Regions from separate parts of the Mus musculus genome. Here regions 2 and 3 are each linked to region 1. Evidence: chromatin contacts called from public ChIA-PET and Micro-C data. All regions are on one chromosome and are shown on one strand. Each heading gives the region's core, a stretch centred on a gene start, on an enhancer-like site or on the middle of the called end of the contact. The rest is flanking DNA. Distances are from core to core; before and after follow the strand shown. Region 1 holds the start of 1700017B05Rik (RIKEN cDNA 1700017B05 gene). Region 2 holds the start of Sema7a (sema domain, immunoglobulin domain (Ig), and GPI membrane anchor, (semaphorin) 7A). Region 3 holds the start of Ubl7 (ubiquitin-like 7 (bone marrow stromal cell-derived)).

Region 1 (3,855 bases), core at 678-3,177:
ACTGCTCCATACTTATATGGTTGGTTTTGCTTTATTTTATTTTCTCATTGGGTCTCCCTGTTTCTCCATCTGGAACCCACTATGCAGACCAAAATGGCCTTGAAAGAGATCTACCCGACTCTGCACCACAAGACTCACATGGCTCAGAAGGTACCAAGCCCACTCTATCCTTGGGGAGGTCTGGGTTAATTAAGGGCTGGCTTTGGTCTCACCTCCACCAATGCTCCTTGGGACCTGCTCTAACCACCCCTCTCAAGAGTCCGTCTCTCCAGGGCTCAGCCCAACCCGTGCCCTTTGGCCCTGGAGACTTCCTGAGAACCAGACCCCTGGGACCCTCAGGAGTCTTTGTAGGAGGAGTGAGGGCGCCAAAAAGCCAACCCAAGACTCTGAAAGGTGAGGCGGTGACGTAATGCCCGGCCAGTAGGATGGAAAGCTCCCTCGGTAGAGGCCACCCCCACTGAGAGAGTAGCCAAAAAGAAGGTGCCTTGTTTCCGGATACCAAAGTAGCCTAAGGCGCTTGGGGAAGGTAGGGCCAACAGGTGATCCTACCGTGAAGATGTCCAAGTTCTGCCAGTTCTTAGAGGAGTTCTAACCTCAGCCAGAACCCAGGGCAGGGTCAAGCGCCTACACTCCTGCTTTTCCACGAGGGAGACAGACAACTCCGTGGGTCCATTTCCACGTCACATCCTTGGGGCCTCATGAAGAGCGCGATCCCAGCCAAGTTGAGGCCCGCATCAGTATTCTCTCCGCTCTAACAGATACCAGTCTTCTAAAAACTTTGCGTGCTGAGGTTCTGAGCACTCACTCAACGTGGAGCAGCCCACACTTCTCAGTTTGAGAGAAAGGGTCTCCCCGGATGCTCCGCTCCTAATTTCCCTCTCCCGGCCCCGCCCGTGACCCTCGTGCCAGTGGCTCACAGCCAGCCGGCTTCAGTAGGGAACTGGCGCCCCACCGCCACACCAGGCTTCCGGGTGTCCCCAAGCCTCTCTCTCCGCGCCTCTGCAACGCACGTGCACCCCGGCAGGCTGACACACAGACTGCCGTGGGCCACGCATGCAAAGCTGTTCCTACACGTACATGCATGGCCCGAATCTGCACACATGCCCCCCACTGCCCAACGGTGCCCTTCCTTAGCTCACGTAAACGTGTAAAAAAGTCAGGAGATTCGCACTGGGAACCCCACGGATCGATGCCCGCAGACTGCACTGAGGTCCAGAAGGCTGGGGGGCTGGGGGGGGGGCGGCCTCAAAGTCTGGGCAGCCACCTCCTTCGGGACGATCCCGCCAGCTTGGGCTGTGGCCAGAGAGTGAGTCAAGCAGTGGCTAGGAAACCGCAGGCGGTCCTGTTCCAACAGGGTTCGTCCACGGCCCCGCGGCACCTCAGCGCCCGCCGCCACCAATCCCAACCCCCCACCGCCACCCCGAATCGGCGCCCGGCAATCCGCGTGAGCCTGGCCCCGCGAGAGGCCCGAGGGATCCGCCTGACTCTTCGCCAGCCCTAACGCCCAGGCAGTGCTGTGGCTCCGGAGCTCTACCAGGCCCAGGGAGCATCCAAGTCCTGGCAAAGTCTGGGCAGCGGTATGACTGGGCCCCGTAGTCTGACCGCCCGAAGCCTCAGCACCTGGGCCCCGGTCCCCGCGCTCCGTCCTGGGGCTGGCCGGTAGGGGCGCCCTGGGGCAGGGCCACCCGCCCCTTGCCCACGCGCCGCCCGCAAACTCGGCCCAAGTTTCCGCGCCTGCCGGGTAGGCGAGCTCCTACCTTCAGAGCACCAGGCTTCTAGCGGCCGCCACCCGGAGCAGCCGCGGCATCTTTCAGCGCCGCCTAGGCTGCGGGTCCCTGTCCCGCCGGCCTTGCGCGGGAAGTCGCGGCAGGCAGCTAGCCCAGAGAGACGTTCCGCGCGACCGTTCGTGCTGCCGCTGGGCGCCGTTTGTGGTCCCGAGCGGGGCGGGGCGGGGGCGGGGCGGGGGCGGGGCGGGCCGTTGAGTGGGGGCAGAACCCGGCTGTGCCTCTGGGAGCCTGCGCTCCCCTGGGTCCTCCCGTGCCGAAGGCCTGAGTGGAACCAACTTTCCCGCGACCCGGCCTCTGGCTTTGTGCACAGTCTTCGCTCGCCTCCTTCCTCAAACCTCTGCCCCGAGGGCGATCGTAAGCCCTCATTCAGTCATTCCGTTAGATCATTCATTCCTTGCTACTTTCTAGCCATGTGACCTTGGACCTGCCACTTAACCTCTATGAGCTTCAGTTTCCTCATTTGTAAAAGTGATATTCTGCCTCTTAGAAATAGGGCCATCAGGCTTCGAAAAGATGTGTAGCACATAAATTGGGGTATGGGAGGCTGAGGCAGGGGAATTGCTGAGAGTTTGAGCTGAGCCTGGGCTATCTAGCAGTCCTTTTTTTTTTTTTGTTTTGCTTTTGCTTTGTTTTGTTTGGGAAGGTCACACTATATAGCTGTGGCTGTCTGGGAACTTACTATGTAGACCAGGCTGGCCGTGAACTCAGAGACACACCAGCCTCAGCCTTCTGAGTGCTGCAGTCAAAAGCTTGGACCACCACACTCAGTTCCTAGCAAGACAATAAAAATGCTAAAGGATATCTCGAGGCAGCCCTAACTTCCTCAACAAACAAGTTGCATTAGGAAATTAAGAAGGACTTATGAGGTAAAGTACAGACGAGTATATATCAGCTCCTAGTGACCTGGAGTGGGCCAGGAATGAGACTCTGGAGATATTGCCAAGCGGCCTTGGTGGGCATCTGAGCCTTTCTGGCAAATGTGTCGCACCAGAACCGGTCTGAGCATGAGCAACCTGGAAAGCTGATGGGATGAAGCATCCCTAGCCAAGCTGATGTGTTGCAGAAAGGGGCTGGGAAACCCACTGCCTCTGTTCACCTGGACTCTAGCCCATCTGGTTGTGGGGCCTTGCCCAGCTCAGCGCTAGCACCTCTTTCTTGGAAGGAATCTAATCCTTGCAGTTCCAGGACTGCCCAAGGCCAAGGCAGGGTCGCATGGTGAAGAATAGTTGAACACCATAGAGATCAAAATTAGTTTTTGGGGCAAAACCACTCAGAACACCCATCTTGACCCAAAGATCAGGACTGCCTGAGTCAGAACAGAGCTGAGGGCACAGGTATGGGAGAAGATGGGGCTGGGGCGGAGGGGCTGGGCTCCAGGTAGGATTAGGAAGAGGAAGTGAGGTCACTCAAGGAGAAGGGGAGGGTGTCTCTTGGATTAGAGCTGGAAGATTTTTTTACAAATAGAGGCTAGACAAATAGAGGAGAGACTCTGAGGTTTGGGGCTTTCCAAATCACATTGCAAATTGGGACAGAAGCCCAGGTTGCCTGGGTTTTGTATCTTACTAACATGCTTTAACACTAGAAAGGTGCATCTGTGCCCTGCCAGCTCTGGGTCATGCCAAATCTGACAGGCTCAGCCTTCTCTCAAGGAGATATTGTTTCCTACTATCACACATACTAACTCTGCCCTCTTCTCCCTTGTGCGTAGCATCTTCTTCCACTCCTGATGTCAGGAGTGACTTGGGAGGAAGACAGTGAGTGCCCTTGGCTCCTGTGGTCTAGAACTCTCAGGCTGTAGACCCAAGGAGGACCCCATTATGTCATGATTAGCCTGCAAGACCCTAGGGCCCAGCTAAGACTACAGCCCCATTATTTTGTCTCAATTCATTAACATTTCATAAAGACAGCTGTCCCTATAATCAGCTTGTCTATTCCTTGTTGACATCATGTAAACACCCTGGATCACCAAAGAAAGGGCATAGGATAGAGGACTTGAGAGCCACTTTGCAACTCCCAGGGCTTTAACTTGCTCAGCACAAAAGAGAACCAGGTAGCCTCCTGCCTTATA
Region 2 (3,855 bases), core at 983-3,482, 680 kb after region 1:
CCCTTCTGCTCAGCACGTGGTAACCTAGCCCTGTCTGGGTCCTTCTGAGGATTGTTTGGACCCAGACTGCAGTCAAGTACCAGCGGCAGCACGCAAAGGCACATTACACTGATGGAAGCAAAGGTGTTGGCCCTAGAGAGACCACCTAAGTTAAAGTCCCAGCTCTGCCACTGTCTCTGTCCACCCGAGTGAGTTTAGGTAGATTGTATCACCTTTCTATGCCTTAATTCCCCTGCTTATAGAGAGAGGAACTATAGCACCTAACTCCTAGGATCATGAAGTCGGCATTAAAAATGAGGCAGTGGAATGTTTATAGCATGTAATAGTAACCACACTATTGGCAATTGTTATTAAAGTCAGAAAAGTTGGCTTTCTGTCTCCATTCATTCATTTCCAATTGATCTCAGACGGACCCCTGTTGTCCTGGATGCCTCAGAGTTGTCCCTAAGTTGGAGCTATGTTTCCTTATCAGAGGAAAAAAATGTAGGTCTGAGAGGAATGATGTAGGCGGAAGTGGGTTGCATTTTATGAGTTACTGTGCACATGGGTAATGTTTTCATTTCAGATGCACTTGAATGCTTGGTTCTTAAAGGCAGGGATGGGTGGTTTCTTAACTTGCCCCAATCATTTATAGAAATGAAGATACTGGAGGGCATAACTGCCCAGAATATGAGTCACTGGGCTAGAAAGCAAGTATCATTCTTAGAAGCTACTTTGGCCTGGTCAGTTTGCCAACTTTAGGGCCACAGGATTCAGTGCAGGCCTGGGAAGGAGTTCTTGGGCTGTCAATAGGCTTTTCTTTCTGGGGTTGTGATCTTAGGCATCATGAAGCTAGTGACTCCGTGCACAGCCCTGTAGTGTCTCTAGACCCCTCCCCACAGAGAGATCTGGAGGAATTCACCTTAGTGGCTAGGGTACTTTGGGGCTTTTAGGAATGGAGAAAACAACTAGAAGCAGACTGTACAATTGGCAGAGCTAAGATTCGCTGTATCAAAACCTCCCTGCCCGTGGAGCAGTGAAGAGGCTGGCTCTGAGGTCAGGGCATCCTGCCCAGGGTCTGCCTGTGTCTACAGCATGCTCAGTATGTCTGGGTCTGTGGGTTTTGAAGGTCAAGTCTTTGTTTACTTCTGTTCCCTCTTCCTTGCCCTGTCTCTTCTTGGTGCAGTACATCTTAGACTACATATACAGTAAGCAATAGATTGGGACAAGCTGACCTGGATGGATTTCCCAGTCATAGCTTCTTTGGGTACAAGCAGAGGTAGGGAATCTGTCCATCTCTGGCCCAAGGAACATGGGAGACCCTTTTACGAAGAGCAGACAAAGTGGCTCTGAAAACATAAGCCAATGACAGAGTTTCCTGGGTTGTTCAGGTGACTGCAGAGGGGCCTGGACCCTCTGATGGAACTACCACCGCGTCACCAGGTTGCCCTTGGTATGTAGCTGAGCCTTAGGCAGAGAAAGATTCCCTTCGATTGGTCTGACCTTCCCTCTCTGATTATGAGTCTTGTGCCCCTCACTTTTTTCTTGGGGAAGGGGCCTTCCTAATTATATCCCCCTCAGTGCACATGGAAATGAGTTTGGATTTTCTGAGCATACACCAGCTGGCTGGGGGGAGGCAGCCCAGAAGGCTGCTGGCTGGGGAAGGGAGGAGAAAGGAGAGGGAGAGGAGGGAGCCAGGCCAAGATGAAAAATTCCCAGTGTTCTCTCAGGCAGAGCAATCGTGGGGCGTTGTGGGCACCCCACACATCTTAGACCTCCCCTCTCTCCTCCACAGAGGAAAGCATCCTGCTCCGGCTGATAGGATCAGCAGAGAGCTGCGTCCCACTCCCGCAAGCCCATTCTATGAGAATGGTTCTCTGACTACAAACCACTTAGCTGACAGCAAGGGGGGTTGTCCGGTGTTAGACTCATCCATGCGCTGAGAGATCCTTACGGATTTCCTAGGCCTTTCTTTCCACTGGGGCGAGGGAAGTGGAACTGAAGCCCAGAGGAGGGATGGGATCTGCCCCTCATGACAGATCACAAGTCTGTCTTCTTTGCAGCTGGGTTCTCCCGGTGGAGTTGCCCGCGTGCGGGTAGCGAAGGTTTTCCTGGCAGCGGTCACCGCACAAGCAAGGGGCCACCGGCAAAGCTAGAAAAGGCTGCGAGGGGCGGGGGGGAGGGGCGGGGTGGGGTCAGGCGCTTGACTCCGCCTCCTGGCGCTAGGTTCTGCCTGCGGCCGGGCGCTGTCTCAGTCTCGGCTGCTTGCCGCTGTCGCTCCGGGGCTGCGGGATGACGCCTCCTCCTCCCGGACGTGCCGCCCCCAGCGCACCGCGCGCCCGCGTCCTCAGCCTGCCGGCTCGGTTCGGGCTCCCGCTGCGGCTGCGGCTTCTGCTGGTGTTCTGGGTGGCCGCCGCCTCCGCCCAAGGCCACTCGAGGAGCGGACCCCGCATCTCCGCCGTCTGGAAAGGTAGGCGGCGCCGCGCGGCCGGCGGGGCGCGGGATCGGACGCCTTGCGGGGCGGGTGCAGAGTGTGCGGCACCCGGAGAGAGTGCGTGTGCGCAGCTCTGCGGGTCTCAGGCTGGCCCCGAAGGGAGCGTGTGGGTCCGGGTGAGTGTTTGTGAGTGTGCGTACTGTCACGCCGGAGCGGGCTGGAGCGCTGCAGCGTGCGAGCGAGTGGCTGGGGCCCGGGCCCAGCTAAGTGGCGCTCCAAGTCCAACGGCAGCTCTGAGCCGGAGCCGCAGCGCCCGAGCGCGGGGGGAGGCTGCGGGCCCCTGTCTCACCGAGGCTCTTTGGCTTTCCGCCACGGGGTCTACTATACAGAACCCTTCTTTCCCCTGGCCAGCTTCATCACCCCGACCTCCTCCTTGCAAGCTGCGAGCTCTGCTGGCACGCGGGGCTCGGGCTCGGCTGGTGAAGGGGGCGCGGACCCATTGCCGCCGCCGCTGCGCTCGGGCTGCGGGAACAAAGACCCCGCCGCCTGCCCCCGCCCCCGCCCCGGCCCGGAGCGCGGGCCAGGCAAGGGGGTGGGCACCCTGCGGCGAACCGGGACAAGGTGCGGTGCAGGGGCTCCGAGCACCTGGGCGCTGTCTCCGTAATGCTAGGACCAGCCGCTCCCCCCTTGCCCGCACGTGGCAGTTGTCACCAGAAATCGGCACTAGCACGGGGAGGGGGGACAGTGCCCATTGGGTGGGGCGAGGCCATTGGGACCCCCAAGCGGCGTATCTGGGGAGGAGTGTGCATCCTTAGGACTGTAGTGAATATGAGAACCTGAGGGACTGGAGTCTTTCCTTCGGGCATCGCAGTTCAGAACCACGGACGGTGGGACAGAAAGCTGGCTAGGTTGGGGTTGGAGGCTTTCTGCCACTAGGGACTGAGCTCCCTCCCTGCATTGCACACAAATGCCTCCCCGCCCCCAGACAAACTCAGCTCTGTACCCAAATTTGGCATCTCTGCAGCCCCTCCCCTAGTGGTGATGGGGGACTCACACCGGGGGCTGGGGGTACTTGTCCTGTCTGTCCCTACTGTCCCTTTGATGCCTTGGCAGTTTGCAGGGATTGCGGAAGTCTGAGCATTATCTGGGGCAGGTATTCTTAGCAGAGGGGGGGAAACCCACATAAAATGAGTGGCCCGAACTGCCGCAGCAGCTGAGAGAATGTGACTTGCCCAAGGTCACTGGGCAGTGTGGGCACTCACTGTGCCGGAGGGGTCTCTGATCTGACTCTGGATCTGTCCTGGGCCAGGTTAGGGAGAGGAGAAGGATTTAGATGGTTCTCCAAACCATAAACGTGGTACTCTCGTCTCCAACTCCGCCATCCAGCCAGAGGTGTAACTGGTGGAAGAGGAGCAGTTTATCTGGACCTCTGAACATCCAGT
Region 3 (3,855 bases), core at 373-2,872, 650 kb after region 1:
GAATTTCTGACATCTCCGGCAAACAGTTAAGACACAGTACTAAACAAAATTTAATGAAATAAAGTGTGTTTAAGTGTCAGTACTTTAGTAGATAGAAAATTGGTTAAGAGGATGGCCACTTAATTCCTGAAAGAGGGGCTGTATTTAAAAATGGACAGGATAGGGAAGAAGGACTTTGGGCACCGTGAAACTCTCTAGCAGCATGCATATTTTATAAGACCAGGAGGGTTAATTATGTATGTGTAGTTTGCTTTTTCTCTGTTAAGCTATTGTACTCAGTTACTACCCGAGTTCTGTCCTAGAGTGGACTGTACAAGAATACAACTTTTGTTTTGTTTTGTTTTTCGAGACAGGGTTTCTCTGTGTAGCCCTGGCTGTCCTGGAACTCACTATGTAGACCAGGCTGGCCTCAAACTCAGAAATCTGCCTGACTCTGCCTCCTGAGTGCTGGGCTTAAAGGCGTGCGCCACCACGCCCGGCAAGAATACAACTTTTACACTTGTGTACACAGTAGCTATTATGAACTTTTTTTAAAAAAAAGATTTATTTATGTATTTTATACACTGTCACTGTCTTCAGACACACCAGAAGAGGGCACCGGATCCCATTATAGATGGCTGTGAGTCACCACTTGGTTGCTGGAAATTGAACTCAGGACCTCTGGAAGAGCACTCAGTGCTCTTAACTGCTGAGCCTTCTCTCCAGCCTGAACTTTATCTTTTAAAATTACATTTTTTTATTAGTGTGTGTGTGTGGTCAGTTTTGGGGAGTCAGTTCAATCCTTTCACCATTTGTTCCCGGGGAGGTCCTCAGGTTTGAATGCAAGTGCTTTTACCTGCTGAGCCATCTCACCCGTCCCTCAGCTTCACAGTTTTAAAGTTGGTTGTTTTTGGTTATTGTTTTCCTTAATTGTGGAACTTTCTGAGAAAAATCACTTCTCTCTTGAGTTTAGCTAACTCTAACTTTTGTGTAAACTCAATCCAATTTGATTGTGCATTAGTTTCTCAGCCATCTAAAACAGGCAGTGTCTCCACGAAAGTTCAGTGGAAATTCCCCTCCCCAAACTGATTCTACGAATGACTGTGTTATAAACCCCATTGTTGCATGTTCGCGGTGGGCCAGAAACCCGACTTAATCACTCCCCTTACGGACTCAACTTTTAGCGCCCTGGTGCGCTGCCACAAGGCAGGTTTCCTGGGAGAAAGGAGCAAGAAGCACAAGAGGCTGGCTACGTGGGAGAACTGCGTCTTCATCGGAAGGGCCGCGGGGCGCCTGTCCACTTAGGAACCCGTCCCCCTCGGAGAAGGCTCGCCCTCCGGCCTAGGACTCCTCCAAACCCGGGACAACCAACAGGCTTCACATATATCCCTGGAGAGCGCGGGAATCATCGGGCTATTGGCTGCTTTCGAAAATTCCACACTGAGTCTCCCTACCTCAGGTGGTGGTACAATTGTGTCTGACAGAAAGCTACAACCTACTGGCTTCTAGGACCTCAAACTGCTCGTGCTCGCACTCACGCCTCCTAGGACCCGGAAGCATTGCCACTAGCTGCTGGACGGCCATTTATAAGGGGCTGGGTCTCAGTGAAAACTATAGTCCCCAGAATGCAGCGCGGAGCTTCCGGTTTCCGGCAAGAGGACCAGAGTGAGTGTTTACACCGGCGGCTCGCTGCGGCCGGGTTCCTTCCGCGGGACGGGTGAGGGCGCTGGGCCCCCTCCCTGGGCGCGCGGGGCTCTCGTGGGTCCGGAGTAGCTAACTGGTCCCACGAGAGAGGTGGGGTTGTCAACATTGTCCCTACTCACGACTAGGTATCTGTGACCTTGGGCCAAGAGACTTCAGCTTTCTGAGTCTTTATTCCTGATCTGTAAAATAAGGACAATGATGCCAGTTTCAGGAGACAGTTGTGAGGATTGAAATCGGTATACAAAAACCTCCTTTCTCGCTTTAAACCTAAAGGTGGATAGTACCTTGAAGTCCGCTGGGTCGCACCACAGTTTTTTCTTAGCCTTGTCTTTACTGCAAGAGACCTCTTTGGCAGAAATAGTGTCTGTAACAAGGACTGGTCTTGCGGTACAAGGCTCTTGCACCCTTTGAATTTTTAGATTTATTTTGTGGGCATTCATATATGTCAGGCTGGGGACTGTGTTAGAAAAGCTCTAGTCTTGGCTTTCAAGAATGGGGGGGGTTTCACAAATATGAGGGACGCAATGAGAAGTTGAGAAGTAAATAAGTTGTACAAGGGAAAAAGCAGCAAAGAGAAGGTAGCTTTCTAAGTCTGGCATCTGGTAATGAAGCTGGCTGACTTGTCCTCAAATCTATTGATTTGTGTTGCTCTTTTGCCTTGAGGGAACAGGGAATGTGTGACCAAGAAGAGAGCATGGAACCGATGTGTTTGTGTGGGTCTTGGTAGGAGTTTGCTAAGAGGCCAAAAAGGGAAGAGAACTTATATGCAAAGACAGGAGGTGAGCAGAGTTACATATAGGGGACAACTTTGTTATGAAGTATACTTACGTGTGTTGTTATAAAGGGGCAGGGCTGGGTCTATTGAAGAAAGCTGGTAGGCGTCAGAATAAATGGGTTTGTAATCTGGCTGTGGAGTTAACACCCACCTGTTCATAGAAGTGCTTTGGGATTAATGGGGGCCTTCTAAGCAGTTAAGTTTGTTAGATCTGTGTTTTAACAATAAGACATTGGGTGGTGCTATAGATCTCTGATAAGGGCAGGCAAGAGAGACAAGGGCCCTCCTTAAAGTGTTGTTATAGCTAAATCAAAAGCTGGAGAAGAAAACCAGAAATGAGTGTGTAGAAGGGAGAGGGTTGGGTGATCTTGCTTGAACCTCACAACATTCCTATCCAACTGATTGGCCTTTTGTGTTTACTTTTTTTTTTTTTTTCTTTTGTTTTTTTGAGACAGGGTTTCTCTGTGTAGCCCTGGCTGTCCTGGAACTCACTTTGTAGATCAGGCTGGCCTTGAACTCAGAAATCCTCCTGCCTCTGCCTCCCAAGTGCTGGGATTAAAGGCGTGTGCCACCAATGCCCGGCTTTTGTGTTTACTTTAAAGGTGAAGAAACTGAGGCATAAGAGAAATCCCTTGTAGTCCACCAGAGAAAGAATTAAGGGAGGGACACTAGGTTCTAGTTCTAGCCTCTTAGTGCTACACCTATGTTTCTCTAGCAGTAGTACACTGAAATGATCTTTCCTTTATTCTTGTTGCAGGGAGAGATGAGTAGGGAGGTGGGTTGACTTTTAACCGTTAATGCCTTATTGTTTTACAGGGAGAAAGAGAGAGCGCGAAAGAGAGAGGATGTCTCTCTCAGACTGGCATCTGGCAGTGAAGCTGGCTGACCAGCCACTTGCTCCAAAATCTATTCTTCAGTTGCCAGAGACAGAACTGGGAGAATATTCCCTAGGGGGCTATAGCATTTCATTTCTGAAGCAGCTTATTGCTGGCAAGCTCCAGGAATCTGTTCCAGACCCGGAGCTGATCGGTGAGTCTTCATTGGCAGGAGCTGGGTTGCTGCTCTTGCCCCTGGGACAGGAGGTAAAAGGGCTTGTTGCCTCCTTCCAGAGTAAGTTTTACATGAGTGAAAACATAAAACATGACAAAACTGTTGTTTGTCACTTTAGTCTCATGTTACACTGAACTACGTTATTATTTAAGACTCTTCATTATGATGTTGTTGAAGTCTTTTGTCTGATCGAACAAAATTAGCAAAGACTTGCAGATGAGACAAGACTCCTCAATCTGTCACCTAAGACTTAAGGGATAATTAGAAGGATGTTTTTGTTTGTCTTGATGGCTGAATAAAGGGAAGGCCGCAAAATAGGAAATGAGGTTGGCAATGTACTCCTAGTG

The links. A called contact is a pair of places that touch in the nucleus more often than the background predicts. ChIA-PET counts read pairs in DNA pulled down with a chosen protein or histone mark.
Region 2: a Micro-C map of embryonic stem cells shows a contact between it and region 1, with 6 times the contacts expected there. The contact joins the promoter of Sema7a here to the promoter of 1700017B05Rik in region 1. A contact is called at or near these places in 1 of 39 promoter capture datasets (pre-B cells), 2 of 484 Hi-C or Micro-C datasets (both in embryonic stem cells) and 1 of 115 datasets of contacts at active chromatin or transcription factors (pancreatic cancer cells).
Region 3: an RNA polymerase II ChIA-PET map of memory CD8 T cells shows a contact between it and region 1, with 41 read pairs. The contact joins the promoter of Ubl7 here to the promoter of 1700017B05Rik in region 1. A contact is called at or near these places in 1 of 39 promoter capture datasets (liver), 1 of 484 Hi-C or Micro-C datasets (CD4 T cells), 1 of 115 datasets of contacts at active chromatin or transcription factors (memory CD8 T cells) and 1 of 9 other capture datasets (liver).

Annotation. Positions count from the first base shown.
Region 1 is chr9:57,260,672-57,264,526 of GRCm38.p6, forward strand. It overlaps 1700017B05Rik (RIKEN cDNA 1700017B05 gene), which reads right to left and starts at 1,928. Exons shown (of 3, transcript NM_028820.2): 1 at 1,758-1,928.
Region 2 is chr9:57,937,880-57,941,734 of GRCm38.p6, forward strand. It overlaps Sema7a (sema domain, immunoglobulin domain (Ig), and GPI membrane anchor, (semaphorin) 7A), which reads left to right and starts at 2,233. Exons shown (of 14, transcript NM_011352.3): 1 at 2,233-2,449. The coding sequence starts at 2,272.
Region 3 is chr9:57,909,364-57,913,218 of GRCm38.p6, forward strand. Ubl7 (ubiquitin-like 7 (bone marrow stromal cell-derived)) reads left to right here and starts at 1,623. Exons shown (of 11, transcript NM_001122873.1): 1 at 1,623-1,696; 2 at 3,275-3,487. The coding sequence starts at 3,304.